Linked DNA regions of Mus musculus: all the other regions are linked to region 2. The links are chromatin contacts, called in public Micro-C and promoter capture Hi-C maps. All regions are on one chromosome and are shown on one strand. The core of a region is the stretch at or near the end of the contact, and the rest is flanking DNA. Distances in the headings are between cores, read along the strand shown. Region 1 has its middle 38 kb from the start of Gm39319. Region 2 holds the start of 1700110K17Rik (RIKEN cDNA 1700110K17 gene). Region 3 holds the start of Olfr978 (olfactory receptor 978).

What was found. Promoter capture Hi-C pulls out the DNA fragments that hold promoters and counts their contacts. Hi-C and Micro-C count contacts between places; a contact is called where the count stands out from the background.
Region 1: a Micro-C map of embryonic stem cells shows a contact between it and region 2, with 2.3 times the contacts expected there. The contact joins the enhancer-like site here to the promoter of 1700110K17Rik in region 2. A contact is called at or near these places in 8 of 484 Hi-C or Micro-C datasets (B cells, the HPC-7 cell line, LSK cells and 4 more), 5 of 115 datasets of contacts at active chromatin or transcription factors (astrocytes, bone marrow-derived macrophages, embryonic stem cells and 1 more) and 1 of 9 other capture datasets (adipose tissue).
Region 3: a promoter capture Hi-C map of liver shows a contact between it and region 2, with 3 times the contacts expected there. The contact joins the promoter of Olfr978 here to the promoter of 1700110K17Rik in region 2. A contact is called at or near these places in 2 of 39 promoter capture datasets (the C10 cell line and liver).

What each region holds. Positions count from the first base shown.
Region 1 is chr9:40,626,688-40,630,807 of GRCm38.p6, forward strand. No RefSeq gene overlaps it. Among named protein-coding and RNA genes, the nearest start is that of Gm39319, 38 kb to the right of the region's middle. Within about 2 kb of position 1,629, at least 23 of the 459 cell types and tissues checked have an H3K27ac peak or open chromatin away from gene starts, as enhancers often do. A contact at or near this core is called in bone marrow-derived macrophages, cerebral cortex and embryonic stem cells, where this site is marked.
Region 2 is chr9:40,331,221-40,334,882 of GRCm38.p6, forward strand. 1700110K17Rik (RIKEN cDNA 1700110K17 gene) reads left to right here and starts at 2,252. Exons shown (of 3, transcript NR_040728.1): 1 at 2,252-2,367. It overlaps Gramd1b (GRAM domain containing 1B), which reads right to left. Exons shown (of 20, transcript NM_172768.2): 3 at 2,225-2,435.
Region 3 is chr9:39,991,368-39,995,135 of GRCm38.p6, forward strand. Olfr978 (olfactory receptor 978) reads left to right here and starts at 2,445. Exons shown (of 1, transcript NM_147105.2): 1 at 2,445-3,380. The coding sequence starts at 2,445. The coding sequence ends at 3,380.

The DNA.
Region 1 (4,120 bases), core at 379-2,878, 290 kb after region 2:
TCCCATGCAAACAGGCAGCTATTCCAAGCAGCTTCCCCTACAGAGTTAATGGAGCTATCCACCTCCCTATCCTTGCTGCCCTGTCTCAACGCTCACCAGAAAATCTAAAGCGAATCGTGTTTGCATTTCCCTTCAGTCCCCACTTAAGCCCCTTCTGTCTACAAATACGGCTCGAACCCCCCAGAGCCAAGAACAGAAATATCCTTTGTGGATATCGTTGAAGTGATTAATGCTGTCCCTCTCTCGAACGGATGAACAAAGATGTGAATCGGATGTGGAATGAATAGAAAAAATATTTTAACTTCGATGGCAGACCCAGGGTTAATAATTCTGAAATGGAAAAGCTTTATTGATCGTCGAGTAAAATATCACCCTAAAGCACTGAGCTATAGACTCCTAGCCAAGAACCAAGAAAACATATTCTTAGCTCAGACAATAATAGGCACTGGGGTTTCTTTTTCTTCTCTTTCTTTTCCTTCCATGGAAAATGAAGAAGGATGTTAAAAGCAAAAGGAAAGAGCATTAGAAGAGCAGGTGTAACTTAAAGGTAAAGAAGCAAAAGGAAGGATGGGGGAGGGGGAGCATGGGTTAGCGGCATTTAAATGACCTAGCTGAGCTATGAAGGGGATGGATGGCTCACGTTACCAAGGACGACGACATGCCTCGAGGCATCAAGTCCAGGACTAGGTCTGCAGCATTGCGGGGGCTGACACTGTTTCCCTCCCTCAAGCCCCCATCCCTCACTTGCCTCTTCTTTTTTAAAATGTATTTATTTATTGTATGTATATGACTACGCTACACTGCTCCTGTCTTCAGACACATCAGATCCCATTTCAGATGGTTGTGAGCCACCCTGTGGTTGCTAGGAATGGTACTCAGGACCTCTGGAAGAGCAGCCAGTGAGTGTTCTCAACCGCTGAGCCATCTCTCCAGCCCCGCTTTCCTCTTCTTATTGTCCTCCTCCTCCTTCTTATTCTTTTGAGACAGGGTCTCACAATGTAGCCCTGGCTGGACTGGAACTCACTCTGTAGACCAGGCTGGCCTTGAACTCATAGGGGTTCACCTGCCTTGGCCTCTTACTCTCAAGTGCCAGAATTCAAGATGTGCACCATCATGCCCTGGCTCTGTCCGGATCTTGATCTTAAGCTATGTACGCAGAATTCAAGCAAAAATAGGAAAAAGTACCAAAGTAGAAACGCCCAGGGAAATGGTCCACAAAATGACATATAAAGAGCAAATTATTTACTTGGTGAATGACAGGTGTCATTTGTATGTTTTTCTAAAATTAACCTGAATAATCTTGAACAACGTAATGGTGAGACTTGCCTTGTATTAGCAGTAGTATTAGCAGAATACTACTGTTGTATTAAATGCTATACACCCCTGGTTCACTTCGCTACAAGTGAGGAATGCTTGTAAAATGCTTGTGTCGCCCCCAAATTAGCACGGGGTTCATGAAGAATCACTTGGCAAGAGAGGGCCAAGGAAAGGAGAAAACCAGAGAAGCAACCTGTAGCCATTTTGTCAGCAACCCAAGGACTTTTGTGCTAAGCCGGTAGCAGGCCGCTGTGCCATCTGGAGCCAGTGAAACTAGCTATCCACAAGAGGGCGATGTCTAACCAATCCCCAGCCCTAGGAGCTGAAGGCAAGCTGCTTGGCAGAGGTCAGGATCCAAGGTCAGCCTGGGCTACTGGAAGTCCCGCCCCTTAGCAAATAACTAACCAAACAAAAATAAAGAGGGTGGTAAGATTGCTATAAACAAGAAAATCCTCTGACTCACAGGCCTGTGGACATACTACCAGCTCAGCCTTTCCAACTCACCCCTAAAGGCAGAAAAGCCCTACCCCCAGGGCAAGGTCCCTCCAGGGAAGGACTCTAGGCTTGTTATTTCTAAGGCTGCGAGTCAGGACATTTTCAATTCTCAGGTATGAGCAAATCGTAGGAAGGAGTCCCTACCAACTCCTAAAGCCCATCTCCCAAATCGCCAGCTCAACTGGGAGAGCGAATAAATGACATGGCCAGACCCAGAGGCTTCTGAAATAAGGATTATCACGACAACACCAGTAAAACATGTGTGGGCACGCACACCTTTTTTTCCTGGTTATAACCGGCACCTGCACGGAGATCCACGCTGTGCTTTCATATGAATACAGTTGGGGAACTGACCCCAAAGGGAACTAAGTGGAGAAAGGGGCACGACCAACAGGGGGCGGGGCTTGTGTCCCATCCACAGAGTGTCTACAGTAGCAGGGTTGGGGCCCAGCCTGATATGTGGCACTTCTAATGTGTTCCGGGAGGTGTTGATGCTGTTTGTTGGACAGTAGGGTTACGTTGACAATGGTATAGGGCTCGTGCATCTACTCCTTAGCTCTGGCGTATTCAGAAATAAAGGTCCTGGGCGTGGTGGCGCTCCTTTAATCCCAGCACTCGGGAGGCAGAGGCAGACGGATTTCTGAGTTTGAGGCCAGCCTGGTCTACAGTGTGAGTTCCAGGACAGCCAGGGCTACACAGAGAAACCCTGCCTCGAAAAAAAAAAAAAAAAAAAAGGAAGAAAGAGAGAGAGGGAGGGAGGGAGGGAGGGAGGGAGGGAGGGAGGGAGGGAGGGAGGGAAGGAAGGAAGGAAGGAAGGAAGGAAGGAAGGAAGGAAGGAAGGAAGGAAGGAAGGAAGGAAGGAAGGAAGGAAGGAAGGAAGGAAGGAAGGAAGAAACCTGCCCTGAGTTGGTAAACAGAGCACTTCCTAGGGATAATTCCTGGTATCCGGATTCCTGACATCCTTACTTCCTGGGAGGTAAGCATCCTCACTTCCATTTCTCACTAGGAAAGCAAGGGCGCCAAGAGGCTATCTGAGCTGGCGAATCTTGGCGCCTGGATTTGATCTTGGTGGCAAAGTTCCTGCTGGACATTCTAGCTCCAGGGTGAAGGAGCTGGTCAACTGAAATAAAGAGGGAGAAAGTGCAAACGTAAGCGCCTCTTTTACAACAAGAAGCAAAAGGGCAAGCATTGTGGGAAAGCTTGGTAATCACAATCGGGATCGGAGGCGCACGGGAGGCTGCCCTGGTGTCCCGGGCAATGCGCAGCTCCTGAAGAGACCTCTGCGTCAAGCAGAGCCCAGCAGGCATTTGGGATGAAGTAGCTGCTCAAGTTCTGACCTGCCTCACAGAATAGAACAGTATGCATTATTTAGACCAGAATGTCCTTTCTATTTTTGTATTCGAAAAAGAGGCGTATTCATGGCAAAGGCAGGTGGTTTGGGGTTTGGGGCGGGGGGGGGGGGGTGTTAAGCTTTCAACAAACAGCTCAGAATTCCCCAAGCTCTATCTCCTTTAAATGATGAATCTAAAAAGTAGAAAAATAGATGTTAAAAAGGCCTGAGGAACTGGTTAAATTATTTCACAGCATTTAGGTTTCTGTCTCCAAATAAAAGTGTTACCTTTTTATTAGTCAGACAGTGGACATTTGGGTTCTGTGGTTTGCGGTTGGTGTGTGTGGGTAGGAGAGGATTCTATAAAAAGTAGGACATTACCAGGAGATGTAAAATAATCTCAATATACAAAATAGATGTATAGCAGTCTTGTCTTGGGGAATAAACAGACCTTTCTTATTAGCCAGAGTCAACAAGAAAAAAAAAGTCAGATTCCAATGTTCTATGCTACACATGGTTTAATTCGATGTACAGACATGTCTCTATACAATTCAGGCATTACCTTTAAGAGACTTATAATTTAAGCCTTGCGACATACCTGCAGTCTCATCATTTGGAAGGAGGAGACAGAAGGATAATAAGTTAGAGTCTCAGCTGGGCTACATAGGAAAACCCTGTCAAAGGAGAGAAGGGAGGAAAGGGAGGGAGGAACTTAATCTGGAAAGCAAGACAGATACACTAGTCACTACGCAGCCATAGCCCAGCTAGGAGGTGGAAGAACTACTTCCTGCTCCCTAGGCCCTCTCACAGGACTCTTCCAACCTGTGTTGTGTCCCCAATTCTGTCATTTAACTCCAACTCTCCCCATGAATGTGCCGTACCCCCAACTCCAACTTATCCAACGACACACTGCTACCAGGCTCATCTTCCTAGCTCAAAGGCAGGCACACTGGATGCTCAAGCTCCAAGTCTTTGTGT
Region 2 (3,662 bases), core at 1,002-3,501:
TGCGTGCAGTCCAGTCACGGGGCCCTGCATTGAACCCTTTTCCCATGGTGACTCTGGTGTAGATCCTCTGCGGTCTACGTGTCTTACACTCGCATGTTCCAGGGTGACTACGGTGGATCCCCAGTGCAGTTGTGCAATGTGGTCCTTCCTTGTCAGGCTGTCAGTAAGCACGGTGCTGCTCCTGGAATGAGCTAGGCTTGGAGGAAAGAGCTGCACACTTCACCTGAGGACGGGAAAGACTAAAGACTCAGCAGCTGTGGTGAGGAGGAGTAACCTGGTACCCACATCCAAGCTGGGTTCTCCTTCTCCCAGATGAGCCTGGAGCCTTCTGGTACACACTTCAACTAAGGCAGAGGGGCGGGCACTGGCGTAGCGACAAAAGGTCTTGTACAACTCCTGTCCCCAGCTATCAGGCATGCCGGAACCTGCCCAGCCTCCTACACCCACAGAGGACTCCCACTGGCTTCCTCACTCCAGGCTGCCGCCCCCCACCCCCCACTGGCAATAGGCACATAAAATACTGAGAGTCACAGGTCTGCCTCTGAAGGGCACAGTGGGAAGGCTTGGCTGTGGAGCTTCTTGTTCTTGCATCCATTGGAAGTGGATAGTGGTGTGCCACCGTCCTCCCTGAGGACACTCACAGACCCTGTTGTAAGTTGTCTCTCTGACTGAAGTTGGCACTTCTTCCCAACAATCGACTTCCTGGGCCCTACTGCCTTGCGACCAACTGCTCACCACTGAGCTCACCACTGGAGATCCGAGGGCCCTGGGTAGAGGCTGGCACGTCTCCCTCCCTAGAGCCTGGTGGGTACTGTCAGTCATCACCCTCCAAGGTTCTGGTACTGTACCTTCTTTAATCAAAACCCAGGTCTCTAAGCACACTGTGAATGAGTACCAGAGCGGTACAAGCAAGTCGCAGCGGGTGCCCTGCCAGGTAGCTCTCAGGGGTGGAGGAAAAGATGAACTAGGCAGATCTCATCAAGGTCTTTCCTCACTTCTGCCAGGGAGGCCACCGTTACCCATCCAAGGGTCACATGAAACAACAGAGTGACTGAGTGGAGGCTCCACGCCCACAGGGACGGAACTACCTCCTGCAGGACTCTGCGTTTTACAAAGTGCCACGCAAGGAGGGAGACACATTCCCACTAGTGGTAGTGTTTGAGAAGCAGGCAGACTCGGGAAGGGGATGGGGTGCAGGTGGAGTGGGGTGGGAGGTGGAGTCTTTTCTCTGTTGTCAGGTGCAGTGGGCGTGGTCCCTCAGTGACTTCCAAGCCAGCCTGCCAAGGGGTGGGGGTGGGGAACAGTGGGTTCAGCCCTTCTGGGAAAGGGACCAAGCAGGACATATGGGCAGAATTGGCAGGGGTAGAAGGAGGGATGCTGAGCACTACAGACAATTCAATACTAGAGGGGAGATTAAAAGACAGAGACAAAAGATGGCTTACTTTTGAGAGGCGCTTGTGAGACTAAGACCATGCATGCAAAGGTGTTTGGAAAACAGTGGGGAGAAGAGGAAGAACAAGAAATCAAAAGACAAGTTCAAGTGGGGTTTCTCCCAAGCCTCCCGAGGGGTCCCCTTTCTCAAGCCCTGCGACTCCCGTTGGTTTAGGAGCACCTGAGTAGAGGCACCTCTTGATTGCCAGAGGCCTGGGGATCGAAGGAGAACTCTGGGGAACCTTAACCATGTGAGGGAGGCCTCTATGCTAATCCTTGGATCAGGAGCCCAAGACAAGCTTGAGAGGGAAGGAAAAGTCCTGTGACTATCCTCTCTGCAAGATGAGTAGGGCATGGGCTGGGACAAAGGTAAGGCGGGGTGATGGCCAAGGAGGAGGTTAAAAATAGCCCTCCGGAAGCTTCCCTGAACTCGCTCTTCCTGGCAATACACTTGTCCCAAATAACGTTCCTTTGCCAGTTCAAAGGGCCAAATTTAACGAAGGATTATAAAGGCGACACCTCCTGCTCACCAGAGCTTCCTCCATATCTCAAGGGTCTTGAAGTTCCTTAGATGCTTACCGAGAGATGGGGAGCGGGGTGGAGAAGGGGCGCATGACTCGGGACCCTCCCTGAATGATTAACCAGGAATCAATTCATCAAGAGTCTCCCCTGCTGACGCTGACCTGTCCTGACTTCATCACATAGACACGGGGCTGTTCGGTCACATGAGTACCCAGTAGCTTCCTGCGACCAGCTAACAAAGGCTGCCAAGTCCCCAGCATCGTCTGCTCACCTTGGAATTTTTACCACCGCTCCGACCAGACTGTGAGGAGCAACTGCGTTGCACACCCTGCTCCGGGGTGGACGGGGACTTGTCCGAGGAGTGATCTGAGCCCTTCTCCACCATGGTGTCTCCGTCCTGGTTCTGTGGTGTTGGTGAGCGGGACCGCTTCCGGAGGATGGGAGAGCAGGCTGGCGTGCTGCGGTTGGAGTTACTGGCAGTGCTGCAGGGGCAGATGGAGACGGGGAATGAGATGGAGAGGGAAGAGGAAGGAAGGAAGGAAGGCTGTGAGTGACGGTCGGCCACAGACCCATGCAAAGGAGCCAGCTCAGGGAGCCCAGGCAACAGGCTGAGGAGACAACCCAGCTAGGGACTTGCTGCACTGTAATGCTGCTACTGACCAGCAGGGGGCAGTAGTGCCGGTGTGAAAAGGGAACTGGGACTAGAAACAAGCAGTCAAGTATTTAAATATTCACCCATCCAATCCTGTTTGAGCTTTAACTACATGTAGAAAGCTATTAGGGAAGATGATTTAGACCCTGAAAGAATCTCTCAATGCCACCAGTTCATTTTATACATGCTTTGTTTCAACACTTGCCCATAGTGACAACAACTCCGCTTTTCAAAGCATTCACATATATATTATTTCATAGGCATGTCTTTTACAAATTACGACGTTATTTTATCTTGCATGTATGTGTGCAGGCATGCATGTACCATGGGCATGCCTGTGGATGTCAGAGGGCAACTTGCCAGAGTCTGTTTCCTCCTTCCACAGTGTGAGTCCTGCAGAATGAACTCAGGCCACACTGGCTTGGCCATCTCGCTGGCACAGGTACCATGTGCCAGGACATTCAGTTGAGTTAATAACGGCCACTATCCTTCCATTTCATTTAAAAGATGAAGCTAAATGCCAGATAGAGAGGAGAAAGTGACCCAGGGCTAGCCTCAGAGTTTGCTACAGATGTAAGTCACTCATAGCAGCCTGGTAAGTTATGTTGCTGGTCTACGGGGGGGGGGGGGGGTTGTTCTCATACCTCCTACCCAAAATTCACCTCTAAAAAGTTCCTTGTACTTCCCATGGCACTAAATCCAGTTATACCGAGGCATTCAATCTGTTAATACAGTAAAGACCGAAACTTAGCTTGTGTTTTCAATAGAATAGAAGAGGTGAAGAGAAAAGGGTGGAGAGGAAAGAATGAACTCAGTTTGTTCTGTTTTCAGAGAACAGAGAAATCAAAGAGCTGGGCAGGGAGGGAAGAATCCTCAGAAAGAGACAGTGGAAATGGGAAGGGACATCCTGGGAGATTACATGGCCCCAGACCAAGGTGACAGGAGGGGCAGGATCCTGCCCACCTGCTCAGGAGCCAGACTAACTCAGGAAGCCTTTGTGCCATACCACATTCTGGCCTTGCCTCGGGACAGTGACATTTACATGAAGATCTAGCTG
Region 3 (3,768 bases), core at 1,195-3,694, 340 kb before region 2:
GGGGCCTACCAAACACAGTAGTGGATGCTCACAGTCAGCTATTGGATGGGTCACACGGCCCCTAATGGAGGAGCTAGAGAAATTACCCAAGGAGCTAAAGGGAACTGCAACCCTATAGGTGGAACAACAATATGAACTAACCAGTACCCGGGAGCTCTTGTCTTTAGCTGCATATGTATCAAAAGATGGCCTAGTTGGCCATCACTGCAAAGAGAGGCCCATTGGACTTGCAAACTTTATATGCCCCAGTACAGGGGAACGCCAGGGCCAAAAAGGGGGAGTGGGTGGGTAGGGGATTGGGGGGTGGGTATGGGGGACCTTTGGGATAGCATTGAAAATGTAAATGAGGAAAATACCTAATTTTAAAAAAAAAAAGATTTTTAGTATTAAAAAACTAAAAAAAAAAAAAAGAAAAGAAAAGAAAAGAAAACAGCAAAAGCACCTTCACAGAAAAATGCAAACATCTTTAAAATTTAAAGAAGGAACAAAGGCAGAAGACTCAGAGAAATCTCTGAGCCAGAAAATGTGAGGTGGATCCATTCCGGGACAGAAGCTCACAAGCCTGCAATGCCCTGGAGAGGAGGGACTGAATTAATAAAATGAATCTCTAGGAGGGATTACAACCAAATGTCCCTGGAGCACAGAAAGGTTAGAGTCATCAGAGAGACTAGGAGTCTCTACAGAGAATTTCCCCCAAGGCCATGAAAACCCACTTTTGAAATCAGAGAAGAAATCCAGGAGGGGTGTTGATCATTCCCTGCAAAAGTCTGGGAGCTAGACTTTGATGGTTAATCATTACATTTTCGCAAAATAAAAAGGTTAAACAAATGATAGTCCATCAAAGCAGAACTGGCTTGCACACATGGATTTGGGTAGAATTTTCAATGTTTATAATAATGTTGAAATATTCTTACCAATGAGGAATCTAAAGCCAAATTCTTATCTCTTGAGTTATCAACCCCAGTTCTAAGCTCTGGTTCCAAAAGTTCTTGCTTTTATGTTTTTTTTCTACTGTGTTTTTAACCATGAGGGGGAAGAATGGCTACTGCTCATCAAGGGCATAAAGGTTCTTTAAAGTTTAATGTCTACCCAGTGATCCTAAGCAGACCTCCGTAACTGGTAAGTAGCCCATGGTGTCTAAACTCAATACTTCCTTCCTGGCTGGTCACACTGGAAATTCTTCAATATATTCAGGTGGAACTCTTAGATTCTTCACGGTTTTGTTTTTGAAATCAGTTCCTATTGCTTTAGTTTTGGCTTAACTAACACTGTGTGTTTTTAATAAAAGTCTATTATATACTGCATCAGTCAATTAAGTACTTTGTCTGTACACCATAGCATTTCACCTCTAAGCATTCAACCCAAATCCACTTGACTTCCACACAGGAAAAGACTGCTTCTGGTAGAGAGGCAAGGATAAAAAGTGCAGAGGTATCCTAAGCACTGGGCAAGTGATATTTCTTTTGATTGGATTTGATCTAGAATTCTGGCTAGATTTCCATTTAGCTTCTGTAACTTTTCACTGCTATTTACATGTAAGTATATTATTTATTAGACACCCAGTCTGCTCTTTAAAAAAAATTAATTCTTGTCTCAGATATCTCACCAACGAGTAAAAATAATTTTCAGACTATATATAGACAATTTGAATGTTTAGATTTCAAAGTATCTTGTATTGTTACATTTCATTCAGATCTGATACTTAAAGATGAGTCGAAGTTTAGGTCTCTTTACATCTGAAACACAATATTTCATGAGCATCTCAAAATGCAGAGATAATTTGATCCCATAGAGTGAACACTAACTCAAAGTCCTGGAGTGATAAAAAGAAATAGAGTAGATGTGCTCCCTCCATCCCTGTGGTAGTCTTCAGCATTTCATATGACCAGAAAGGCAGGACACAGGAAAAAAGGCAGGCACTTAACAGCATAATCATGTTGCAGACGCATGCCTTCCTTGTATCCGCTGCTGACCAGAGAGCAGCTTCTATCCAGGAGGAAGAATGCTGTAAAATTTCATCATCTATGTTTATTTAATGATCAAAGGAAAAAAATGAATATGTGTGTGTGTGTGTGTGTGTGTGTGTGTGTGTGTGTGTGTGTGTGTGTGTGTGTATCTTTGCAGGCATATGATAAAAAAAAGAGAGAGAAGGCTATTTGAATGGACATTGGTGCTGGGAGAAAGTTATTAGCACTAACTATTATTTGAACATATTTTCTCTAATTATAAAAAGAAAGAGTACTTAATTTACTCCTCTTGTTAAAAGTCAACCATTTCATATAAATTTAGCATTCTTTTCTTATGGCTAACAGGGGTATGAATGGAATAAGAAATCAACAATTCCTTTGGACTGTGGTGTCTATACAATATATATAAAATAATTCTATTCGGTGTTCTCCATCAGTGAAAATAATCCATATGAAGGCCATAATCCATATGAAGAAATGTCAAACACAAGCATAGTGACCACATTCTTCCTCTCAGGTCTTCCCCACCCACCAGTCCTGGACTCCATGCTCTTTGGGATCTTCCTTGTGATTTATATTCTTACTGTGTTGGGAAACCTTCTCATCCTGACGGTGATCAGGGTGGATTCCCACCTCCACACACCAATGTACTACTTCCTCACCAACCTCTCCTTTATTGACATGTGGTTCTCCACAGTCACAGTGCCTAAAATGCTGATGACTTTGGTGTCCACAGGGGGCGGGGCTATCTCCTTCCACAGCTGTGTGGCACAGCTCTATTGCTTCCACTTCCTGGGTAGCACCGAGTGTTTCCTGTACACAGTCATGTCCTATGATCGCTACTTGGCCATCAGTTACCCACTCAGGTACAGCAGCATGATGGGTGGCAGAATGTGTGCCCTCCTGGCAGCAGGAACATGGTTCACTGGTTCCCTGCACTCTGCTGTCCAGACTACATTGACCTTCCATTTGCCCTACTGTGGTCCCAACCAGATCCAGCATTATTTCTGTGATGCACCTCCCATCCTCAAGCTGGCCTGTGCAGACACCTCAGCCAATGAGATGGTCATCTTTGTGAATATCGGGGTAGTGGCTTCGGGGTGTTTTTTTCTGATTTCGCTGTCCTATGTGTCCATTGTCTGCTCCATCCTGAGGATTCGCACTTCAGAGGGCCGGCACAGAGCTTTCCAGACATGTGCCTCACACTGCATCGTGGTCCTCTGTTTCTTTGGCCCTGGTCTCTTCATCTACCTGAGGCCAGGCTCCAGGGATGCTGTAGATGGAATTGTGGCCGTTTTCTACACTGTGTTGACACCCCTACTCAACCCTGTTGTGTACACCCTGAGGAACAAAGAAGTGAAGAAAGCACTGTTGAAAATAAAATATGGGTCTGTGCTTCCTCAGGATAAATAATACGTGAGGATGAATACTCTTAACATCTGCAACATCTGTGTTTAAACTGTGTGGCTGATGTCACCATGAGAATTTCAAAGAGCTATTCAAACGTCTAGTCCTAATTTTTAATGAAGTGACTGATAATGTTTTCGTTTCTTGATAAATACTTGTAAGAATCCCAAAGAAAATACCCTGTGAACCTGTCTCAGCAGAAAGACCACACTCTTACCTGGCTTTTGCAGGATGGGGAGCACGTCAGGAAAACAGTTTAATTTTAATACTTTACAAACACATTGCAAAATTTGCAATCCAGCGTGACACTCCTGCAGTATGTTTTCTCAGTTGAAATAAGACCTCCAGGAATATCCTTTTTTGTATGTTTAAACATTGCAAAAATAAAATATAT